3 separate regions of the Sus scrofa genome follow, and all the other regions are linked to region 2. A link is a contact called in public Hi-C and promoter capture Hi-C data. All regions are on one chromosome and are shown on one strand. Each heading gives the region's core, a stretch centred on a gene start, on an enhancer-like site or on the middle of the called end of the contact. The rest is flanking DNA. Distances are from core to core; before and after follow the strand shown. Region 1 holds the start of ADGRA2 (adhesion G protein-coupled receptor A2). Region 2 holds the start of PLPP5 (phospholipid phosphatase 5). Region 3 holds the start of TACC1 (transforming acidic coiled-coil-containing protein 1).

Evidence for each region. Promoter capture Hi-C pulls out the DNA fragments that hold promoters and counts their contacts. A called contact is a pair of places that touch in the nucleus more often than the background predicts.
Region 1: a promoter capture Hi-C map of liver shows a contact between it and region 2, with 2.4 times the contacts expected there. The contact joins the promoter of ADGRA2 here to the promoter of PLPP5 in region 2. A contact is called at or near these places in 3 of 5 promoter capture datasets (fetal liver, fetal skeletal muscle and liver) and 11 of 47 Hi-C or Micro-C datasets (differentiating spermatogonia, embryonic fibroblasts, epiblast stem cells and 8 more).
Region 3: a Hi-C map of subcutaneous adipose tissue shows a contact between it and region 2, with 2.8 times the contacts expected there. The contact joins the promoter of TACC1 here to the promoter of PLPP5 in region 2. A contact is called at or near these places in 4 of 5 promoter capture datasets (fetal liver, fetal skeletal muscle, liver and 1 more), 18 of 47 Hi-C or Micro-C datasets (alveolar macrophages, brain, embryonic fibroblasts and 11 more) and 1 of 2 datasets of contacts at active chromatin or transcription factors (skeletal muscle).

What each region holds. Positions count from the first base shown.
Region 1 is chr15:48,609,313-48,612,715 of Sscrofa11.1, forward strand. It overlaps ADGRA2 (adhesion G protein-coupled receptor A2), which reads right to left and starts at 1,722. Exons shown (of 20, transcript XM_003133366.4): 1 at 1,045-1,722. The coding sequence starts at 1,307.
Region 2 is chr15:48,244,652-48,248,122 of Sscrofa11.1, forward strand. PLPP5 (phospholipid phosphatase 5) reads left to right here and starts at 1,403. Exons shown (of 8, transcript XM_005671771.3): 1 at 1,403-1,528; 2 at 1,670-1,778; 3 at 2,198-2,288; 4 at 3,156-3,219. The coding sequence starts at 1,458. It overlaps NSD3 (histone-lysine N-methyltransferase NSD3), which reads left to right. Exons shown (of 24, transcript XM_021075908.1): 24 at 1-1,022. All of the region lies in intron 15 of DDHD2 (phospholipase DDHD2), which reads right to left.
Region 3 is chr15:47,858,975-47,862,533 of Sscrofa11.1, forward strand. TACC1 (transforming acidic coiled-coil-containing protein 1) reads right to left here and starts at 2,130. Exons shown (of 15, transcript XM_021075676.1): 1 at 1,977-2,130. The coding sequence starts at 2,013. LOC106506224 (a long non-coding RNA gene) reads left to right here and starts at 2,795. Exons shown (of 4, transcript XR_001301395.2): 1 at 2,795-2,834; 2 at 3,157-3,344.

The sequences.
Region 1 (3,403 bases), core at 472-2,971, 360 kb after region 2:
CTAGGGCCGGACCCTCCACTCCGCCGCGTGCGTGGAGCTGCAAGCACGTGGTCTGCGCAGGAAATCGTCGCGGTGGGGAGGGGTCGCTAATTCTCTCGCTGTTGCCGGGATTTCGGACCCCCCTCGCGGAGGTTTGGGTTTGGGTTGCGGCGCGACCGGCCGCGCTAGTTGCCGTCAAAGTGAGAGTTTAATAAGGCCCCAGCTGAGAAGGGAAACTTGGGAAGACCGAAGGAGCCTAGCAGGCAGCCTCCTTCCGACCTCAGCCAGGTTTCTGTCTTCGCAATCCCTACGCGAAGAAGTCAATCGAGAAACAGCCAAAGCTCGTGTTATATCCGGGGAGGGAAAGAAGAGGGACGGATGCAGGACCCAAAACAGAGCTCACTTCACAGATGCGCGCGGGCGGGAGAGGGGCCCGAGAAGAATCGGGACGCTGGGGTCTTGTTCACCCCAGAAGCGCCTGCACCCCGAGGACAGACTTTTTCCGAGCCCACCCTCCCGCCTGCGCTAGAGAGAAGATCTGCAAGCGGGGCTGGCAGGCTTCAGGGTCGAATGGGGCGCCCCCAACTGGAGGAGCCAGGCCCGCGGAGTGAATCGGCGTGCCGCCAGGGACGCGTCCGCGGTGGTAAAGACCACAACCACCTACTGGGCCGCAGGCGTCGAGCTTCCCTGAGCCTTCCCCGAGCCTGCCCACTTCAGGTCCCCGAAGTCCGCAACACCAGCCCCGGCTGGAAACTCAAGGGGCGTGGGCGTCCCGCCAGCGCGCATTCCCCTTCACCTGTGCAGGTGAGTGGGCGTCCGCCTTGCCTCTCTTTGGGACGCCCCCACCCCCACTCCACGCCATGCTCCTTCCTCATTCGACACCCCTGGAGCTCTAATTTTCCCCCTGCTTCTCCAAGCCTCCCTTTTCTTCTTCTGGACCAGGCCTGTCCTAGAGTCTCTGAAGTGTTGGCATCCTCTCGGTCCCCCATTTCTCACCCCTCCCGTCTGGTTTCCTTTCGTCCCCTCGTCGGGGATCGGGCTGGGCTGGCCGAGTTTGGTACTCACAGGGTAACGGTGCTGTTAGGCAGAAGGCCGGGCTCCGGAGGCTCCGGGAGGTCCCCGCCGCCGCACACCACCCTCCTGCGTGCCGGGTTGGATGAGCCGCCGCTTAGCCCCTTGGGCCGCTCCCCCGAGCACTTGCAGCTGCGGATGGGGACCGGGCAGCCGGGCGCGCCCCAGGTCCCGGGCACCAAGAGCAGCAGCCAGGGTAGCAGCTGCAGCAGCAGGCGCGCGGGCGCCGCCCGCATCCTGCGTCCCGCGGTGCCCATCAGCCCATCGCCCCGCGGGGACCGACAGCGCTGGGGCCCGTCTGCGCGCCGGCCAGAGGGATCCGAGAGTGCGGGAGGCGTGCTCAGCGGGGGCCCGGGGCGCCCGAGGGCGGGGCGGGGGGCCCTGGGCGGAGGCAAGCCCCGGGGTCCCCGCCGCCGCGCCCCGGGGGCATGTCCGGCGAGCGCCCCGGCGGGGAGGACGCGGGCGCGGCTGTCAGCGCGGCGCGGGCGGCCCCAGGCGTCGCGGCCCGAGTCTCTGCGCGGTTCTCCCGGGCCGGTTGAGGCCGGACCCCTCCGCGGCGCTTGCTCGCTCTGCGCGGGGCTGGGACCTAGCGGATCGCGCCGGGCTCCTGCCGCCGCCGCCGCCGCCGCCGCCGCCGCCGCTCCGTGCCATGGATGGAGGCAGCTCGGCGCGGCGCCGCTCCCGCCGCCGCCAGCCCCCTCCCTCCCTCCCGAGCGGGCGCCCTCCCCTCGCCAGCTCGTCCGTCCGCGAGGCCCTAGCGCCTCCCGATACGCAGCCAGGCCTCTGCCCTCCTCGGAGCCTGAGCGGGCCAGCCGGCTTGAGGCCCCGCAAGTTCCCTGCACCCGCCTTGAATGTAGACTTTTTCTCACTCCCGCCCCTCTCCCCTGAGGCAGGAATCTTCCTCCTGACAACCCATCTCCGACCTCAAAGCCAACCGCCGTCACTTTTCACAAAATCTTCCCTCACTCATTCCTGTCCAGCCTGCACCCCATATCTCTGGGACTTTCGTTGACCTGCGGGCTTGGCCAGAGATGTCCATGTTTTGGTTTAACTTTGTTCACTGCTCTGGGGTTGCTGAGGCTCGGCTTCCCTTGACCCCTGACCTGATGGGCCAGTCTGGAGGCCGGCACTCACTGCAGGATCGTAGCCAAGTCTTAGGAGGCTCAGACCCTCCTTGCTGCTGGCTGACCTCGCCCAGTGGGGGGTGCATGTCTTTCTGCCTAGGAGGGGTCAAAGGCCAAGGCAGACAGGCTAGATCTGCCACCGCCTACCTTTTCCACATCCACGTGTGTGTTTGGGGGAACAGTGGGAATGGGGGGGATGGAGAAGGGAAAAGCAGGGGTGTGTGCTGGGAGTGGAAAAAGCACTGTACCCAGTCAGGAGGGCCCTTTCTAGGCAGCTCTAAGGACACATGGGGGGGGTAGAATCTTGGGGGTCAAAGTGGGGCCCTGCCTGCCCCCTAGTTTGTGAATGCAAGTTGTTGCCTGAAAACTGGTTAGCGGTGGTGGTGGGAGGGCACTCAGATGGGTTTGAAAATCACCTTGATTCCCAGATAGACTGAAACACAAGCTGGGACAGAGGGACAAATGAAGTGTGGCCCAATGTGTCTGCTTCTTGTCTTCCCACAGAGGCTGCCTTTTCTGACACTTGCAGGGAGATGCAGGCTGGGGGTGAGGAGTAGAAATGGCACCTTTGCTGTGGAGATGAGGCTACCAGGGTTGAGGGGTTCCTGGGCAGAGCTCCTTTTCCCATCCTTCGCTGGGCCACCGAATCGGCCACTGTAGTGACCGTCACCGTCTTTGTGTGCCCTTGGCTCTGCTGGTGTATGTGGCACCTTTCCTAGTACAGTGGCATATCAGCTGGGTCCCCCACCCCCTTTGCTGGGAATGGCTTCTTTCCCTCACATGAGCGGCAGATGCCAGGCCCAGACACTGGCTCCTTCTGGCTCCACAGGTCTGTCCCAGTTGCAGGCTCTGGTTCCTTCAACTTCCAAAGATAAATAAATAGTGACTGCAAATGGAGGAAGGGAGAAGACGGGCCTCCCTCAGCAGGAGCCCTCTGCAGGGCTGGCAGGGGCCGGGCTTGCATTCCTAGGAAGGGTCGTCACAGAGCCACGGCCCAGGGCAGGCCTGCCACCCAATCCTCTGGTTCACAGGCCAGGGAACTTCTCAGAGACCAGAGCAGAGGAGGCCTCTGGCCTGGGTCACACAGTCTTTCTGTCATTTCTGTTTTTTTTTTTTTTTTTGCTAAGTGAAGGCACTCAGAGGCTGGAAAGGAATTCCACTGCAACATCCACTCTCTGAGGCTGACATTTAATGAGGCGATGCTTTCCCACAGGTGGGAATGAGGTGGA
Region 2 (3,471 bases), core at 153-2,652:
GCCAGAAAGCGCCCTGGGGCCCGAGCTCCTATCCCGACCTCCACAGAGCTCCGCTGTGTGCGGGTGGCTCTCCGTATCCAGCAGATTACCTCGGTGAGGGATTTATGTGGTATCCTTGACAGTTTAGAAGTGGACTGGATAAAATTCACTTTTACTTTGTTGTCACTAATACTGCTCTTTATCTCATTGTGCTGTCACATACCCTTTGTCAAAAAAGAAAATCACATTGCCACCAATAACCACGATGCTAAGTGAAGATTATAACTGGCTAATAAGGTTCTTTTTATATACAAGGGTGTGTGCAAAATTGGAATTGATATGAGAAATTCATTTGTATCCACTTGTGATATTGCACAACAAACACAGATACCTACAGATTCTGTTTTCATTTCCTCGTGATCTTTATCTATAATGACCTTTGTAGATTGGTTATTTCTGTACTTTATCTGTAATAAACTTTGTAGATCCTGTGAAATGTTATTTTGCCTAAATCACTTGAGACTTGAGTCTTTAATAACAAAGCATCAATATTCACTAAAGTCAATCTCTTTTGAGTTTCTGTGACTTGGCTAGAAGCTCCTGACACTAAGGGATTGGTGTTCATTCTCCCTGGGGGGTTCACTAGGGCATTACTGTATAATGACTTGATGTTGCCACATAGACTTCAAGATATATGATATTTTGGGGATTTTGTTGATTGGCCTATGTTTTATTGCATAGTGTGAAATGTGTAAAGCTTGGTTAACCTGTATATAGATAGCTTATTGTTGACCAGTTATAGTATATTTAGGATTGCTTGTAATATTTAAGCTTCTTACTACTGTGCGTGCTGGTAGGAACATATAATTTTTGTATATTTACTGAGATGTTGCCCTTTTTTATTTTACAAATACTTTGGAATTCAAATGTGTTTTTTGCTTCCGTGAGGATTAATTTGGAAAGGTTTTTAATGACATTCCACTGATTTCAGATTTTGCTTGGAGACCGACTTAAATAAATTGTCCTGTATGTTCCAAATTAAACATGTGGACTTATTCATTGCCTGTAAGTTCTTGCTGCAACTCAATGGGCAAGAGGCCATTCTGGGCCGGGGCGGGGAGTGAGGGGGTTGAAACACCCAGAAAGTCCAGCCCAGCCAGCAAGGCCTACAGCCGGCGGCTCCCGAGCGGTGTACGGAGGGAGCCACGTGCTAATGTGCTACGCTGCTAAGACACTTGGATCCGGAAACGTGGGGTCTGCGTGGCTTCCACGGAGGGAAGGCCCGGGCCTCTGCAAAGTACTAAGTCTGGAAACCACGAGGTGACGGGAGGGGGACGAATGCCAGTGGCGATTCTTCACTTCCGCCCCTCCCTCTCCCACGCCCCGCCCCGCCTTGCTCCGCCCCTGACACCGGGTGCAGCTTCGCTGCCACCACCCCAGCACCTTCCTCTCTGCAGCCACGTCAGCCGCATCCAGTGATGGGGAAAGTGGCGGCAGCGGCCTTGGGGGCCGAGGTGGGCGTGCGGATCGCGCTGTTTGCGGCCTTCCTGTAAGGACTTGGGTTCGGACCCCCGGAGACCAGCCCCGCAACCCCCGGCCGCCCGGTGGAGAGCAGATCCGCCTCCCCTCCAGGCTCCGCCCGCTTCCGGGAAGCTGCCGACGCGCCTGCACCTTTGTGTTCCCCCTTTAGGGTAACAGAGCTGCTCCCGCCCTTTCAGAGGCTCATCCAACCCGAGGAGATGTGGCTTTATCGGAATCCGTACTTTGAAGCAGAGTATTTCCCTACCAAGCCGATGTTTGTGCGTGAGAACCAGCCTTCCTTTTGACCTTCGTTCGAGTTTAATGTTGGGAAGTGGGAGGGGCTCATCCTGTCTCCAAAATGACCTTTGTTGATGTGCTAAAACTTTGTATTTAAGATCCGGATTTACAGAACAAGGTGCCCATCCACTCTGGCTCAAGATACGGGTTCTGAGGACGCTTTAGGGCGCCCGGGGTAACTGGTCATTTAGTATACGGGTGATGGGTGCTCCTGGTGGTACTGTGTGCCCAGTTTAGCGCAGACAGACACTGGACACTGCATTTGCAGGGTAACAGGTCTAACAGGTGAGCTGTGCCTTCACTTCCGTCCTTCTCTTGTAGGAGCTATTTTCATACTTGTGGGAAGTTTTATGTGCGATTTTATCTTTTGTATTTTAACCCCTGACATATTCTGGTTCAGGTTATTGCATTTCTCTCTCCGCTGTCTCTGATCCTCCTGGCCAAATGTCTCAAGAAGGCAGACACAGCAGACAGCCAACAAGCCTGCCTGGGTAAGAGCCAGCCCTCCTGGCTGGTGTCTCCCTTTAGTGCTGAGAGAAGGGTGACGACGGGTTCCCTCACTGGGGTTGCAGTCTCAGTGTGTGGGAGCCACTGACCTGTGTTCCTAAACTAATTCTGTCACCCCTGTACTCCACCTGTGAGAAGAAGTTGGTTCACTGGGTGTGTCTCAGGGCACTGGATTATTTGTCTAGAGTACGGAAGTTGTCTGTGTACCACAACAGAGTGGTCACCGAGGGCCAGAATTTTCTTTTTTTTCCTCTTTAGGGCCACACCTGCTGCATATGGAAGTTCCTAGGCTAGGGGTCAAATCAGAGCTGCAGCTGCCAGCCTACACCACAGCCACAGCAACACCAGATCCTTAACTCGGTGAGTGTGGGACTGAACCCACATCCTCATTTTTAGACTCTGCTTAAAATTCTCGGGGAAAGAGCACAGTGGCCTTAGAGAAAGGTTAGTGTGTGTTTTGCTAGCAACTTTATCTAATAACACTTAGTCTTTTTAGGGCCGCACTTGTGGCATATGGAGGTTCCCAGGCTAGGGGTCTAATTGGAGCTGCACCCAAGGCATTTGGAAGTTCCCAGGCTTGGGATGGAAACAGAGCCGAGCCAGTGGCCTACACCACAGCCACAGCAATGCAGGATCCAAACCGAATCTGTGACCTATACCATAGCTCACAGCAATGCCAGATCCTTAACCCACGGAGCCACAATGAGAATTCCCAGAATTATTCTTATACTCAGCTCTGGGTGAAGCCTGACTATTGCTCTATAGAAACCACAGTTGCTCTCTTAATGGACAGCGACCATACGACTCTTTCAAGGCAGATCCTACTAACAGCAAGTTTCTTTATTTTCCAGCTGCCAGCCTTGCTCTGGCTCTAAATGGTGTCTTTACCAACACAGTAAAACTGATAGTGGGGAGGTAAGTGACAAGAGCCAGCCTCTGTGCCCGTCTCAGGAGAGGTGGTTAACAGACCTTTTCTCTTTATTCTGTCTGATCTTTCCCATTTACCACCTCCTCCCTTAGCTCCACCTCAGCCCCTCCCGGAACACCTATGCACTTTTATGCTCAGACCAGCATCTCCCAGACACGGAGTGTGTACCCCAAAGCATCCCCAGAAGCTGCAGTTTGACTTGCTCTTTGCCCTAAAAAAGTAATCATGTGTTACAGTGC
Region 3 (3,559 bases), core at 880-3,379, 380 kb before region 2:
CAAGAAACATTTTTCTTTTTTTCTTTTTTTTTTTCCTTTTTTGGCTGCAGCCTTGGCATGCAGAAGTTCCAGGGCCAGGGATCGAACCCATGCTATGGCAGTAACCAGAGCCACAGCAGTGACAATACCAGATCCTTAACCAACTCAGCCACTAGGGAACTCTGAGAAACATCTCGTTTTTAAGAGAAACAAAGTGGTCCCTGAGTTTCCCTGGGCATGGGGGATTTGTTCCAGGAGGCCCACTGACACCAAAACCTACCTACATTCAAGTCCCTTATATAAAATGACATAGTATTCGCCCAGAACCAACACACATCCTCTCTTATACTTTAAATCATCTCTCGATGACTTATAAAAGCTAATACATGTGAATAGTTGTAAATACAAATGTAAATGCTATGTCAATAATTGCAGGGCAAATTCAAGTTTTGCTTTTTGGAAATTTTGGAATTTTATTTTACTTTATTTTCTTGGTCCAAAGTTGGTCAAATCCATGATTGCAGATCTGTATATGAGAGGAACCCAGCCCTGAAGGAGCTTAGAGTCAACCGAGCTGGCAGCTACAGGCCTGCACCTGCTGGTATATGAATGCTAATGTCCCTTGTTAAGGCACAAACCCTGACATGGCACTATGGCTACCTCCTACAGAACCCTGAGGGTTTTCAGCTCTACATTTGTACTTCACACTGCCAGGGTTGGGAAGATCTGTCAACATTGTTCGCCTGCTTCAGTAAAATAATCTTTTAAAATTCATTTATCTCTTACAACACGTCTGTGAGCTGGGGTTATTATTGTCTCATTTGACAGATGAGGAAACGGGCTGAGGACATTCACCTTGTCTGAAGTCACGCAGCTGGAGAATATGGGGACCGAGAGTCAAACCCCCACCTTGGTTTGGAGCAGGGCAGCCTGGCCTCAGTACAGATCCCTCCTCTGCATTTATTAGGTGTGTCTCCAGCCTCAGTTTCCCCATCTGTAAAATGGGGATGATGATGATAATACCCACCACCTTTAGAATGGTGCCGGCACACAGTCTGTGCTCAACAAGAGTTAGTTGCTATCTTAAGATCACCAAGAAATAGATTACGACTCATGCATCCCATCCATTCTCTCATTTGTTTAGCTTGTTAGAGAACAGTACAGCAAGGTGATAGGTGCATAAGGAGCAAAATGTGTGCTCTAGAGAAGGACCATTGGAGTTCAGAGAAGGGGCATTTGAAATGGTTCGTTTATGATAAAAATCTGAGTACTTGTGCAGAAGCCATGCTGCATTCTCTGTATCAGTTCAGTGTCAGCAGGTGCTGCCAAGGCTAGCCTCTCAGGGACGAACTGCTGGGGCATGTCCCTAATGATGGCGAGGGCCACATGCAGCCTTCAGGGTTGACCAGTTAGCTCCGCCACAGACGTGGATGTCTCCAAGGGCACCTGGGCTCTGCCCATAAAGGCGTAGCATTGAGCTCCAGTCTCACATCCCCACACCTGAGAAACAGCTCAAGGTGTGTATTCCCATGATGCGGGGAGGAGGAGGGAGTTTGGTGGGCAGGACACAGGTCCTGGGAAACAGCTGGACCACAGCTCACCAAGGTGAAAATGCCTTTTCCTTCTGCATCCATTTGGATCACTTCTCTCTGAATCTACTCAGAGCTGAAGGTATTTACAAATGCTCCTTGACTCCTTGCCCACCAAAAGAAAAGGAAAAAGAAAAAGAAACAAAGAAGTCAGGGAATTCCCAGAATTCTACCCTAACACTTCTACATCAGAAGGCAAACAAGAGGTAGTGCTTCCAGAGACCCAAGAATTAAAGTTAAAATTGGAAAGAAAGAGAGGAAAGAAATGCCTGACGTCCCTGGCGTCCACTCACCCACAGCACTGTCCCATCGTCAAGAAAACGCCCCCAGCCCGAGCTTAAAGGTCAAGGGCTCTGCTTTGCTCCGTAAGTGTCAGACAACCCAAGCACACGCAGCCCCCGTTCCTACCTCGTAGGCGGTGGTCCCCGGGTCTCCTCTCTCCCATTGGCACCACCTGCTACAGTGGCTCCATCACCTCTGCTGGGAAGCTGACGCCCCTGATCAGGGAGCGGTTCCGAGAAAGGAAGGGGAGGGCAGGCTCTGAGATCACCGACGTGGGGAGGGGTGGGTCTCCGAACCAAACACTTGGTTCTAGGGAAAAGGATGTTTTGTAAAGTTTTGGCTTGAACGTTCAGGGGCAGAACAGGAAATGTCCACTGGGTCTGGGAGCCCCACGGAGAAATCGCTGCAGCCTCCTAGCTCTCTGATCTGTGGTCCCATCTGGAATTTAAAGCTCCTCTGTTTGAAGCCTGGTGCCTTTTCCCCCCTTCCTCTTTTCCTCCAGCACTATTTTTTTTCCTCCTTAATGTAACGTCAGCTTCGTTCCTCACAAGCTGGAAAATTTTTCCTCGGCCTAAACTTGGCTCAGGAATACTCTCCCCTTGTGAGAGAATTTCTCCTGTTACACAGTTCAGATTAAAAAAAAAAAAAAAAAAAAAGAGAGAGAGAGAGAGATTTGTTTTGCCAGCTTTTGTACTAGAAACATTTTTGATGGATCACTCCCCACCCCCACCCCCAACCTCTGGATTCCAAGAAATATACACACCCACATCCCTCTTGGCTGTTTGTCTTGTTTGTTTTTTTCTTTTTTTGGCATATGGAGTTCCTGGGCCAGGGCTCAGATGCCAGCCGCAGTTGTGACCCACATCATAGCTGTGGCAATGCTGGATCCTTTAATCCACTGTGACTGGCTGGGGATGAACCCATGTCCTGGCACTGCAGAGACACCATCCACCCTGTTGTGCCACAGCAGGAACTCCTTGACTGGTTTGTTTGTTTGTTTTTCTTCTCCCTCTTCTAATTGGAAAATAATAACAGAGTTCCCTGGTGGCTCAGCAGGTTAAGGATCTGGCGTTGCCACTGTTGTGGCACAGGTTTGATCCCTGGCCTGGAAACTTCCATTGTTGTGGGAGGGGGCAAAAAAAGACAAAAATAATAATAATTGATAAAGATGGCAGTGAAAATGTCCTGTGGGTTCATAGAGTCCTGCCTGGGGCCAGCCTTCCCCACGTGCACACCTCTACCCACAGTGTAGGGCATGTGCTGCATGGCAGGGAGGGGAATTGATGATTTTCCTGGCCCTCTCCAGTTCTAGGTCTTTCCATGATGGAAGCGCAGGAATTGGCTATCACAAATGGGATCCAGTTCCCACTACAAACTGCCTCCTCAGCCCCCAGAAATGAAGCAGGAAGATTCCTCATTGTGATTCTTGGAGATGCTGAGTTGGAGGTACAGGAGGTGCAAGGGGATCCTGATTCAGTTGTTGCTGATGGCCTGGTAAGTGGCTTGTCTGTGAACTATCAAATGCAATGAAACTTGGGATCCTCATGGACCCCTGCAATAAAACTCAGTGGTTTTCACAGTTCTAACTGGAAAATTTGTCCACAAACAGGGAATTAGAACATCTCTGTTCTATTTATTAAAGGAAGGTGAATAATAAACAAATTAATAGTGTACACAAGATTACAAGAAAAAAGGTTTCATGCCAATTC